Regions from separate parts of the Sus scrofa genome. Here region 1 is linked to region 2. A link is a contact called in public HiChIP or PLAC-seq data. All regions are on one chromosome and are shown on one strand. Each heading gives the region's core, a stretch centred on a gene start, on an enhancer-like site or on the middle of the called end of the contact. The rest is flanking DNA. Distances are from core to core; before and after follow the strand shown.

Region 1 (5,804 bases), core at 823-3,322, 260 kb before region 2:
GGAGTTAATGGGCCCTGGAACCAGGAACTTGTGGTGGGTCAAGAACTCCTAGGTGTCTGCTCTGCCACATGTACCTCCCCAGGCCTCTCTCACTGCCTTTGCCCCAGAGCTGACTGCTCCTCTGAGCTTACACCCTTGAGTCCCCTAAGGGCTGGAGACAGTTCAGTCATCATCCGAACTCTTCAAGGCCAGTGTGGTGCCTTCCGACTCACGTCGCTCAGAATTCAGCTGTCTGAAGTGCGCTTTTCTTATATAACTGTTTTTGTGAATGTTAGGTTGCTGAAGATCTCAAAAATGAGGATCTGACATTTTATAGAAAATCTTGTTTGCTCATATTACTAATGGGAGTTAACTGCGGGATGCTTGACTTAATCCAGGACTGAAAGTTGGAAGACTTGGATTCAAGTAACTGTGGGCCTGTAAAACCAGCCACGGGACCAGGAACCCATTAGATTAGGCTCCTCCTCCAGTCTCCTTTCCATGGTAGTTGTACAAGGGGGTGGGAGCCATGCCTTGTCCATGGCTCTGGTCTCCAGCTGGCCAAGGGCAGCTCCCTCATTCCTGGGGCATGGCTGTGATGTCATACATCTCATCTGCAGGAACTGCAGACCCCATAGCTCTTTTATTGGGTAACATGGATATAAGAGCAAACCTGTGGTTACCAATGCATTGCTAATGCTTGGGGTGAGAGCTAAGGGGCTCTGAAAGTCAGGCAAGGATGCACCTGTGCCTCTGAGGCAGCTGTTACACATCACCACGGGGAGCTCCCAGCCCACATCATTTCTGTGTGTGCCCTGGAGGTTCTCACACACAGAAATGATCTTTCCCTTATGCCACCAGCAAGAGTGAACTTAAACACACAGGCAGGGAGGAGGCCAGGTGAAACCTATGCCAAATATGTGACTGATGCACTGGGGCTCTGCCTACTTAATTCAGTCTAATATTTGCAGATCAGTCCCTCCCAGCTTCCTTAATGGTTAGCTGTGAGGGACTGCTCTGGAGTTCCTTATTATGATAATCATTCGAAGGAGCTGCAAGTTGGAAGACAGGTCTGAAGATGGCTCTAGGCTACTGTGGGAGGAGGAGCGGGGGTTCATTAAGAAGCTGGGTGGGGGGGCGGCACGGCTCCCACTTTCCTAGACTTAGGAGGCGGCGCACAGCACTCATCTTCCATCATTCACACCAATACATCCGGCTGTTCTTTCTTTCCTCTCTGCTTTGTTGGTGCTCTTTCCTCTGCTTGAAAAAAATAACTCCCCCAGTCTTAGCTCAGTAATCGCTGACATTCCTAGTCATCTTTCATCGTCCAACGCAAATGTCATCTTCTCTGTGAAGTCCTTGCCTGTCCCTCCAGGCTGTCTTTATGTGCTCCCCAGACAAGTTTATTTATGTCTCCATTACCGCATTTATCACAACCTGACAGATTCCAGTTGGTGGTGTCCCCGTCTCTCTCTCTCTCTCTCTCACTGGGACTTCAAGCTCTTCTGAGGCAGGGGCTGTGTCTGCTTTCTGTGGATGCAATGCTGGTTCAAGGACAGAAACACAGGCTGTATCCAAAAGGTGTGGGCTGAGGGGGAAGTATTTTTAGGTCATTTGACAGTGGCTTCCGTGACAGGACCTCAGGAAACAAGTGCCTATGTTTTAGCAGGTGGCCCTCGGCCAACAAATTCACAGGGCAGCAGTGAACCAACCATTAAGTCCAGACACCTGTGTCCTCAAGTATTAAATAAAAGATAACGAGGAGTTCCGGCTGTAGCACAGCAGGTTAAGGCTACGGCTCCACCTGGATTTGATCCTTGGCCTGGGGAACTTCCATATGCCCTGGGTGTGGCCAAAAAAAAAAAGTTAATGAGACTCACAAAGAGGTGCACTGGGCAGCTAGCTGGCCATTTCCATCAGCTGCCTGTGTTTACTTCCATACTCAAAACTTTCATCTGGATTTCTGCCTCTTCCAAACATGTTATTCTAGGATTGCTTGACTATGAGCATCAGAGACCAGCCATCACTAAATACAGACTGAGGGAGGAGGCCTCTCCAGCAAATACCTCCACCTAAAGTGTCAATGCAAGGCTCATCTGTGAGTAATTGGAGAGCAGGCTATTCAGCCTTCAGCTGAAGGTTTCTCAGCACCCCTCCCATCTCCAGGAGGGAGGCAACCAGAAATCTCTGCCTCTCAGATGTGCAGAGAAATCATAGCAATGACATCATGAATAAAGTATTGGTGTTTTTTCCCAGACACCTTGCACCTCATGGCTGCAGTCCACCTAGCACTGAAATGGGTAAATGGCCGGAAAACAGGACACAGTGTGAGGGTCAGGCCCAGTAGGGAAAAAGGAGGCCCCCAGAGCCTGCAGGGTGGGGGCAGTGAACAAGCAACCTATGAGCACATTTTTTCCAAAATGAGGCCTTTCTTGGGCGAAGTGAAGCTTTTTAAAGGCTCATTCCTTCAATGGTAGAACCTGGATAAGTTGGAGCGAGAAAAATTAAGGCAGTAACTGTGTTTGAAGATTCTGCTCTGGCAACCCACACATTTAGTTTGTGGTGTTGTCAATTTTCTAGATTCCAATTGCCTGGTTACTGCCTCTGAGTCTCCTCTTGGATTCTGGATACTCCTTATCACATGCTCAACAGCAATGCCACTGTCTCGCTTGCTTCTCCCTATCATGTTTCTCTCTCTTTGATGACATAAGCACAGTGCCAGCCAGGGCCACAGAGGTGGTTATAGAAATGCTACCAGCCAGAGGAAAATGGAGGTTCTTGGCAGAGGCTGAATTAAACTGAGTACCCAGACAAAGAGGCCAGGACGGTACTTTTGAAGGGAGTCCAGGTAGGCCTGTGAGTACTTCCTTCTCCACATACAGAACACATACAACTCAATACTGTCCATTAGACAAAGTCTGTCCTGCAATTTCCCCCAAGGGGTACTGCCTTTATTTTTTCCCTTCCCCATGGCACCCAATATACTGACAAGCAGGGAGCACAGCCCCTAAGGGCTATGAGTTAGAGAAACCTGGGTAGTGATGGAGCTTATTAAGGATGGGTCATTGGGCAAGTAATTTTACCTATAAAATGGGGATAAGTAATAGTACACCACACAGGGATATGGCGAGAAGTGTATATGGAACATGACTATAAAACCTAACACATAGCTAAAGGTTCAAGAAATGTTAGCTATTACTACCCTCATGTTCCCCATTTAGAAGGTGCTCAGGCTTGGAGAAGGGAGGGAATGAACTCAGGACTATAGTTCAAATGCAAATTATGTTGCTTGTTCCCCCAGGAACTTAAGATTGTCTTTTGACCCCCCTGCTGCCTCAGCTTCTCTCATCTGTAAAATCGGATAACACTCCTCTCTACCTGCTAGGATTCTCCAGAGAATTAAAGGAACTGATTAATGTAAAGCTCTTGACTCTCCCCCCTCATCTCCCACCCCAAGAGTTTGATGAAAGGACCTGTTATACCCATTGCTCAGTCCTCATGACTGATGATGCTGTGAAGTTATTACTTTTAGGAGTGTTTGGGTTAATTTTCTAAACAGTTCAAGGAGGGGGCTCTGAATTCAGACCGCAGCAAGCTGGTGCTGGTGTGTGTGTGCTGGTGGCGGTGGAGACAGAGATGGTCCTACGGAAGCTGAGCATAGTCACCCAGGAAGACACCCCTGCAATCTCACCCAGGAGGGAAGCGCTTGCCTGAGGCCAACCCTGCCTGCTATTAGCCAGAAAGTCAGTGGCCCTGCCAACCCTCAATTTGGAGTTCCCCTGACAGTGCTCCCATACAAGGACACCTCCTTTGGACAAGTCAGGCTCAAGGTTAGAATCAGAAGGCTTTTCCTCCCACCCTGCAAGCTGTCTTGCTCCCATGAGTGGCACCGTCCCAGCTCACTCCTGTGTGCAGTGCTGCACAGACCTCATAAAGCTTGTGAAGAGCATAACCACAGTTCATGTAGCGCTTGACAGACGACAAAGCACTCTTTCCATACAGCACCTCATAGAAATACAGCACCCTGGGTGTGCACACACACTACAAACCAACCTGGGGTTTCTTCCATCAGACTTGAAAATACTGAGAATGAGACTGTGTAAAGCCTCTGGGACAGTCTCTGGGACCCGACCAGAGCTTCGTGAGCTACGATCTGCGCTCACCAAGAAAGAGGTTTAAAATGCATGTATATATGGGGGAAGTGAGAAAAGTGGTGGAGAGTCCCCAACCTCCAGACAGCTTGTTACATACAGTTCAGGAAAACCTCAGAGCTAGGATTTTCATCGTCCATGGCATCAATGTTTGCCTGGTATTCAGATGGAATAAGATAAACTCGCCAGTGGCTTGTTACATTCTGTGGCAACACCAACACATGCAGCTCGACCACAGAGTCCACAGAGCACCTGCAGGCCGCCTGGTCAAACAGACCCAGACGCTTCCACGGCCTCAACCTGGCAGGACACGCCTGCAGCCCCAGCCTGTCCTCCCTTGCCTCCCACAGCTCGGCCCTTGAGAAGGAGAAGGAAGCATGCTGGGCTGCCTCTCCCACCGCAGCTGCCAGGGCCCATCTGGGTGGACTTGGGGTGAGCTGCCTCGGGCTCCGAGCCCCTTCTTGAGACTCATATTCCTCCACTGCTCCTCACATCTGCTTTCCATCCCCAGACAGAGCCACATCCTGCCTTCCCCCCACCCCCACATTCACTCACAGGGAGCAACCCTGGTGGGCAGGCCCTCCCCACAGAGGAGGCCTTCTAGAAGTATTTTCCAACAAAAGGCTGTCCCACAGTGCTGCTCTGTACTGGCAGTGAGTAACCAGGACAACCAGCTGTGAAGTAAAAACAGACAGTTGTGGGGCTTATGGCATCTAGATTAAGTTTTCCTTTAACCACACTCTGATCTGTCATGAAGAGAGAAGAACCCTTACACACGTTCTTACTGTTCGTTTGCTCAGAGAACTGCACACCATTTGAGATTTGGCTGCATAAGCCTATTTTTCTTGACTGAAGCCCCCCACCCCCACCCCTAAAAGAGATCCACCCATCTCTTCCCAGATTTACGAACGTGAGTCCCATACACATGGGGCAGTGGATCACAAGGATCATGATGTTTACTCCTCTGAGCACATCAAATGCGCTGGCATTTGTCATTCTCACAGAGGTCCCAGGGCAGTATCTGAAGGCACACTGCCCACGAGCACACCTTAGAACACAAGTGTGGAGGGCTCTGCTGACACTTACGTGTTCTTCCGAAGCATACAGGACTTCCATTAGTCGTTGCACGAGGTCATCGTTTTCCTGCCCGTGCTCCTGGCAGAGCAGCTCAATCTCTCTCAACTTTCCAAAGTAGAAATCCCTTTCCTTTTCCACGCCTTCAAGGGCAAGTTTTAACGAATGTACCTGCAAGGGAGCAGAGGCGGAAGAGAAAACTCTCAAAATACAGCCTAAGAAAAAAGTGACCAACTGTGCCTGCATATAAGGACCCAAAACATGGAAAGACAGACGTGTACAAATAACTGACATGCAGGTCTGGGGAGAAACGGGGGCTGCTGGGGAGCCGGGGCCTGGGCCAAGCACCCAACTTCAGCAGCACTAGTCCGCTGTTGTCAGCTGAGACCAGTCCACCCGACCTCTGGGGCAGCTTTCCTCTCCTGCTGCAGCTTTCGAGCCGGGTCGTGCTCCTCAGGGAGAGGAAAAGCACGCGGGAGGAGCAGAGGGGAGAGGTGGGCACTGTGGTCCCTTAGGTGCACTCTGAGGACCCTTCTCTCTTCACGTCACTTGCACTGAGAGCCACCCTTGACCTCAGACCCCTTTATAAATGGTCCCGAG
Region 2 (5,702 bases), core at 2,974-5,473:
GTAAATAAAAGGGAAGGAAGGGAGAGAGAAAGAAAACACAGGAAGGGAAAGAAAGGAAAAGAAAGGAAGGAAAGGAAAGGAAGGAGAGAAGAAAGAAAGAGAAAGAAAGAAAAGAAAAGAAAAGAAAAGAAAAGAAAAGAAAGGGAGAACAAAAGAAAGGACAATACAGAAACAATAAACAATAGGGTGTGAGGGGCATGGGGGGGTCCACGGATTGAAAGGCAGGACATCTTGTCTCACAAAGGAGCTATCCCAGAGACTCTGCCTTTGTTATTCTATCAGAAATTTTGGTTCCTGTCGTTGGCATTGTCACAGGTGCAGTCCATACTGGTTCATGCTTGTTTATACCAGGCAGGATCACCACAGAGCACTGAAACCTCTACTGGAGCAACTATGGGTATGTGGCTATAATTAGTCTACTTTTGACTTGAAATGCAATTTAGTGTATACTGAAGAAGGGCAGAAGGATTTATGAAAGAAAGAATGCCACTTCTGAATGAGAATTATTATTATAATACTCTGCAGAGGATTTCTATAGATCATCTTATTAAATGCTTTACCTGCAGAAAAGTAAGGAGATATTTCCATTTATAGTTTGTGTTTGAAACCCATAAAAGTTATGTGATTTGCTGCCAAAGCCACAGAGATTTGATAAAATTTCCTGAAATCAACCAAGTTGCTCCCCTTAATAAAACAATAATCACCCAAATTACTTAATGGCTATATCTTCATTTTCTGAATTAGACATTAGCTTCTATTCAATTTAGTCAGAATTGCTGAAGGGCATGAACTGTAAAATATTTCTAAATAAATCTAGTTTTATTACTTTCAAGGACATAAGGAACTGGAAATGAGCCAAATGGAAATAAGTTGTCCCATGAAGGTCCTCAGTAATTTGGTTCCAGGAAATGGATAAGAGTGAGCCCTGTAATTGACTGCTATCATTTGATGTGTCTAGGAAAAGAGTTTATAATTGAGTTTGAAACCACATTTTGGAGGAAATCACATATAGCAGTTGGAAAAATCATTGCATATTATGTGCAAATTTTTTTAAAAAGAAATGCCATAGTTGGAAGAATAGGAAACATTTATTTGAAGCATCTTACCTTTAGTAGCTTCATGAGACCTTCTAACTGGACCATTAGCTCTCTCCGGCTCTCCTGGAGGGCAGACATTCTCTGTTCCAGCTCATCCTTGCGCTGTCTAAGAAAGAAGCAGTTGTCATCAGAAACAGCATTCAACTCACTGAGCTAATCACATTTCCCAGTCTCATGGCACCATTCGTGGACCAGAAGAGAAAGGGCATCTCTGGGTCTTTGATAAAGTTATCAGGCAAGTGAATGTTGTCAAACGATTTTTTTTTTTTTTTTTTTTGGCCAAGTCTGCAGCATGCAGAAGTTCTAGGGCCAGGATTGAACCCACGCCACAGCAGTAACCAGTCACAGCAGTGACAACATCAGATCTGTAACCACTGGGCCACTGGGGAACTCCTGAATAAACAATTATAGCTTGGATGTATGTTTATTTCTTGAAAGTTGTACTAACAGAATTAAAACCTTATTTGATATTTCTCTCCCATCTACCCCAAATTAACCACTTAAAGAAATTTTTTTCTGTAGAAATTTTTTTTTTTCTTTTTAGGGCCACACCCACAGCATATGGAGGTTCCCACACTAGGAGTCGAATTAGAGCTGTTGCTGCCAGCCTATAGCAGTCATAGCAACGTGGGATCTGAGCCACGTCTGTGACCTACACCATAGCTCATGGCAACACTGGATCCTTAACCCACTGAGCGAGGCCAGGGATCAAACCCACAACCTCGTGGTTCCTAGTTGGATTCGCTTCCTCTGTGCTACGACAGGAATTCCTGAAATTTTTTTCTGAATGCTTATTATGTCATGACCCTTGTGCTGTGCCATGGGGTCCCCTTGAGATAATAAACAGAAACCAAACTGTTACTGAGAAAGGCCAATCCCACAGATCCTCCAAACCCAAGAACACTTTTGTAAACCTCACAGAAAACACTGATTACCTTAATGTCTGGAAATCAGATTTAGAAAGTACATTTTTCATGTCTTCAATTCTTAGTTGGCAATGTGGTACCTTTCAGAGGTGAAATATTTATGGTACATAGTTTTTAAACTCAATCTAAATTTTCTGGTTTGGGTTTGGCATCATGGAGTGAAGTCAGAATAAAGGAGTTCATACACAATTATTCTAACTGAAAATAATATATAAGGTTTGCGTTTGTTTAGTTTTGTTTTGTTTTGTAGAACTTCTCTTAAACTGTCAGCAAGAAGGATAGTATTCTATCATTGTTGTAATACTAAGAGGTACCAAAATATCTTTAAAGGATGGGAAAGAAATTAAACAGTATGGAGAAGAATATTGATCACTCATATTTTTGAGGTATACATTTTTAAATCAATTTAAAATCTATTATTTCAGGACCATTAGTGAAAAATTAATATATACAATTTTCCTCCTTTCCTCAAAGGCTTCTGTCTGATTTTGAAATAGTGAAACTTATATTTTTAAAAATAAGTGGATGCTTTAACCGCATATGTGTTAATATATGAATGGATACGACTGGTCACAATGGCTCAGACACAGTACTAAGTGTAGCTATAGCAGAAGCTCTGAAATGAAAAATTGACAACACAAAAACGTCACTTTGAGTTAGGTCAATGACTCATTCAATTAAAAGAGATTTTGTGGGAGGCCAGATTATGGAAATAACTGAAACATTTTTAATTTGCTTTCACATAGGCTTTCTCTATGATGAATCATAAACTTAAACTGCATAAACATAACTTCATTCTTTTTGAATATGTTTATATTTTTGGCTTTTATTGCCATTTAAAGTTTGTTCCCAGAGCAAGCCTTCCTTTCATTTCCTTTACCACTGCCTCTTTTTCAAATCCCGAGGACAAGGGACATCATACTTTAACAGACTTTAATGGTATCATATTTTAATCTTTGTCTTTGTGGTCTGCAGCATTCTGATTTTGAAAGTCTTGCCCAATTCGAAAACATTCTTCAATGACAAATCCATTAGTTCTTTTTTCTTTGACCTTGTCTGTACATGGTGTTCCAAGTATATCCTCAGTAGAGCTGGCAGAAAGGTGATGTTTCTGATTTATTTCCAGTTCTTCTCTAGATACTGCTCTGTAATTTTTGGCTTTTTGATCCCAGGTGCACGTTGAGAGAAGGTTGACCAAACTTCTAATATTGTAGGTAAGAAATCATAAGGGAGGCATCCCAAAACTATCAGAAAGAGTTAGCTGTTATTAATCCATAATTAATCAACATTGAAAAAAACCTTATTTATACATTTATTTTCTGGCAGCATTCTTTCAAAACACGACATTTACTCTTTCGTGCATTTGACTGAATTCAATTAAAAAACATTCATTTAATAATGTCTTCTCTATAAGTATTTACACCAATGTTAGTAAATGTGGGTTTGATAACAAATCTTTAATGTTCCAAGGAAAGTTGAGGAAAAAAAGGACTAAGTCATATTTTATTTTCATAGAGCTAAGTATATTCAAAAAAGCAATGCTTTTTTTTTTTTTTTTTTTTTTTTTTTTTTTTTTTAATGGAGGTTCCCAGGCTAGGGGTGGAATCAGAGCTGTAGCTGCCGGCCTATACCACAGCCACAGCAATTGTGGATCCGAGCCAAGTCTGTGACCTACACCACAGCTCATGGCAGCACTGGATCCTTAACCTACTGAGCGAGGCCCAGGGATGGAACCCACATCCTCATGGATACTAGTTGGATTCGTTTCCTCTGTGCCACAACAGGGACTTTGCACACTGCATTTTAGAAATATTTGTGGAATTGAACTAAATGAAAAATAAAATGAAGAAAGGTAAATCTGATAGGTAGACCAGAGGCTGGGAATCAATTAAGTGCTTACAATAGTGCAGGCAGGAGATAATTAAAACCCAAGAAAAGGAAGTGGAGTCTACCTATGCTACTCATTGCATAGGCACTTGAGTGAATCCCAGTTTCTTTATAAAGTGACTCTAATAGTAGTGTCCATCTCCCAGGCTTGCTACAGGAACAGTGATGCAGACCTTAGTGCCTAGGAAGTGTCAGATTAGCCAACAGAATTGCTTATCCTCAAATCCTATTCAGTTGACAGATCTGGGTTGTGAACCTGGCTGTCAGCTTTCTTGTGGCTAAAGCAAAAGTGGAAATATGATCATTTAGGAAGGCTATGGTGGTGCTCTTAAGATAAAAATAAACTGCATGCATGAAAAGCCAAACTCTGATCTTTCTCCCTTCCCCCAGCTGAAATTTCTCCTGTTGGCTTCTTCAGAAGAGGCCTGGAAAGGATGGAGCAGACCTCTATCAAAGCCATGATAAGGAGTTCCTGTGGCAGCATCACATGGTCACCCCTCAATGAGAACTAAGGTCAAAGTAACTGTTCAAGGTTCTATTGTTTTGGAGCTCTCTGGAAATCTGAAATGATGAAAGGATGGAATGACTAAAGGATAATACACCTTGAGCAGGGTTTCTTAACCTGGGATGTCAGGGTTTCTATGAAATCCCCAAACTGTGAAAGTGCTTAGCACAGTATGAGTGGTCCATAAACACCTAGAGAAATAGCCTTCAAGGGAGGGTCCTTCTTCTTCCAGGCAGAAGAAATGTGTAGAGTATGGAGGCAGGCAAGCAACTTAGCTGGGGTCTAGGTGTCTCAGGTCTCAGGCCTCAGGCCTCAAGCTTTATGTGGAGGCTGCCTGCTGACTGTGAGGGCCAAAAGCAGAGAAATTCTTTGCACAGCCAGACTCCTTGGTGTAGTTTGGCTGGGGTCTTGGGAAGGCCCACATGTCAGGGCAGAGGATGGTGAGAATTATCAGTCTGTTCCAAGAGAGCAATGTCAAGTAGGGAAGAAATACCCGTTGGAAAACTCATCATCAGTGGACCAGGCACATCATGATGCCTTCCCAGACTGTGTCATCCAAATGGAACCAAATCCTTGGAAAGCAAATACTAACTTGGGGGAACCAGTGAAACTGCTTATAAAAATTCCTACTCATCACTCTTCCATCAGAGAATGGGACAACCAGGGGAAGAGGTACAGGGAGCAAGCCAGGCAGAGAGACAGGGTGTCCTGAGGTGTAGATGAATGACGACTCTAATTCCAAGTTGGTTTATTCAGTTATATTTCTGTGTACCTTAGACTTCACTTTCTTAACTCATGAGTCTGGAGGGCCTATATAATTCTATTTGGCAAAAGATGCTTTCAAGCTGTGATCTCCTTTTATATGCCCTTGAGGAGCAGCAGGATGTAAAACATCACTGTTCCCTTCTTTCTGTTTTCATCCCTTTGGGGTGATAGTGTAATAGAATGTGGAAGGATTTCCACAACATCTCTCTGAAGGTAGATGAACCTACGTTGAAAAGGAGGAATTTCTGTTTCTCCCATGAAATTTATCGTGGTCTTCTAAAGTATGACGTGATCTCTTCACATCAAGTAGCCGCCACAAGTTGCAGGTTCTGTCCATTGTCTTTCCATAGCTCAAGCCTTTGGTGGGTCAGTCCCTGCAGCCAGGTGCATGAGCCTGGGAAGACTGGATCCCAGCTCAGAGGCAGGGCCTGCAGCCTGGCCAGGTATCCCAAGGGCTCACATGTTAACATGTCCAAAGAGCAGGGCTGGAGTGGAGCCCCCCGGAAAATCCCATGACTACAA

Evidence for each region. HiChIP or PLAC-seq counts read pairs in DNA pulled down with a chosen protein or histone mark.
Region 1: a contact with region 2 is called in an H3K27ac HiChIP or PLAC-seq map of skeletal muscle. The contact joins two enhancer-like sites. A contact is called at or near these places in 4 of 47 Hi-C or Micro-C datasets (embryonic fibroblasts, epiblast stem cells, fibroblasts and 1 more) and 1 of 2 datasets of contacts at active chromatin or transcription factors (skeletal muscle).

Annotation. Positions count from the first base shown.
Region 1 is chr6:118,976,044-118,981,847 of Sscrofa11.1, reverse strand. MAPRE2 (microtubule-associated protein RP/EB family member 2) reads right to left here. Exons shown (of 8, transcript XM_021096265.1): 7 at 5,217-5,375. Among named protein-coding and RNA genes, the nearest start is that of ZNF397, 98 kb to the left of the region's middle. Within about 2 kb of position 2,072, at least 10 of the 83 cell types and tissues checked have an H3K27ac peak or open chromatin away from gene starts, as enhancers often do. A contact at or near this core is called in skeletal muscle, where this site is marked.
Region 2 is chr6:118,721,377-118,727,078 of Sscrofa11.1, reverse strand. DTNA (dystrobrevin alpha) reads right to left here. Exons shown (of 21, transcript XM_021096252.1): 15 at 1,107-1,203. Among named protein-coding and RNA genes, the nearest start is that of MAPRE2, 93 kb to the left of the region's middle. Within about 2 kb of position 4,223, at least 1 of the 83 cell types and tissues checked has an H3K27ac peak or open chromatin away from gene starts, as enhancers often do. A contact at or near this core is called in skeletal muscle, where this site is marked.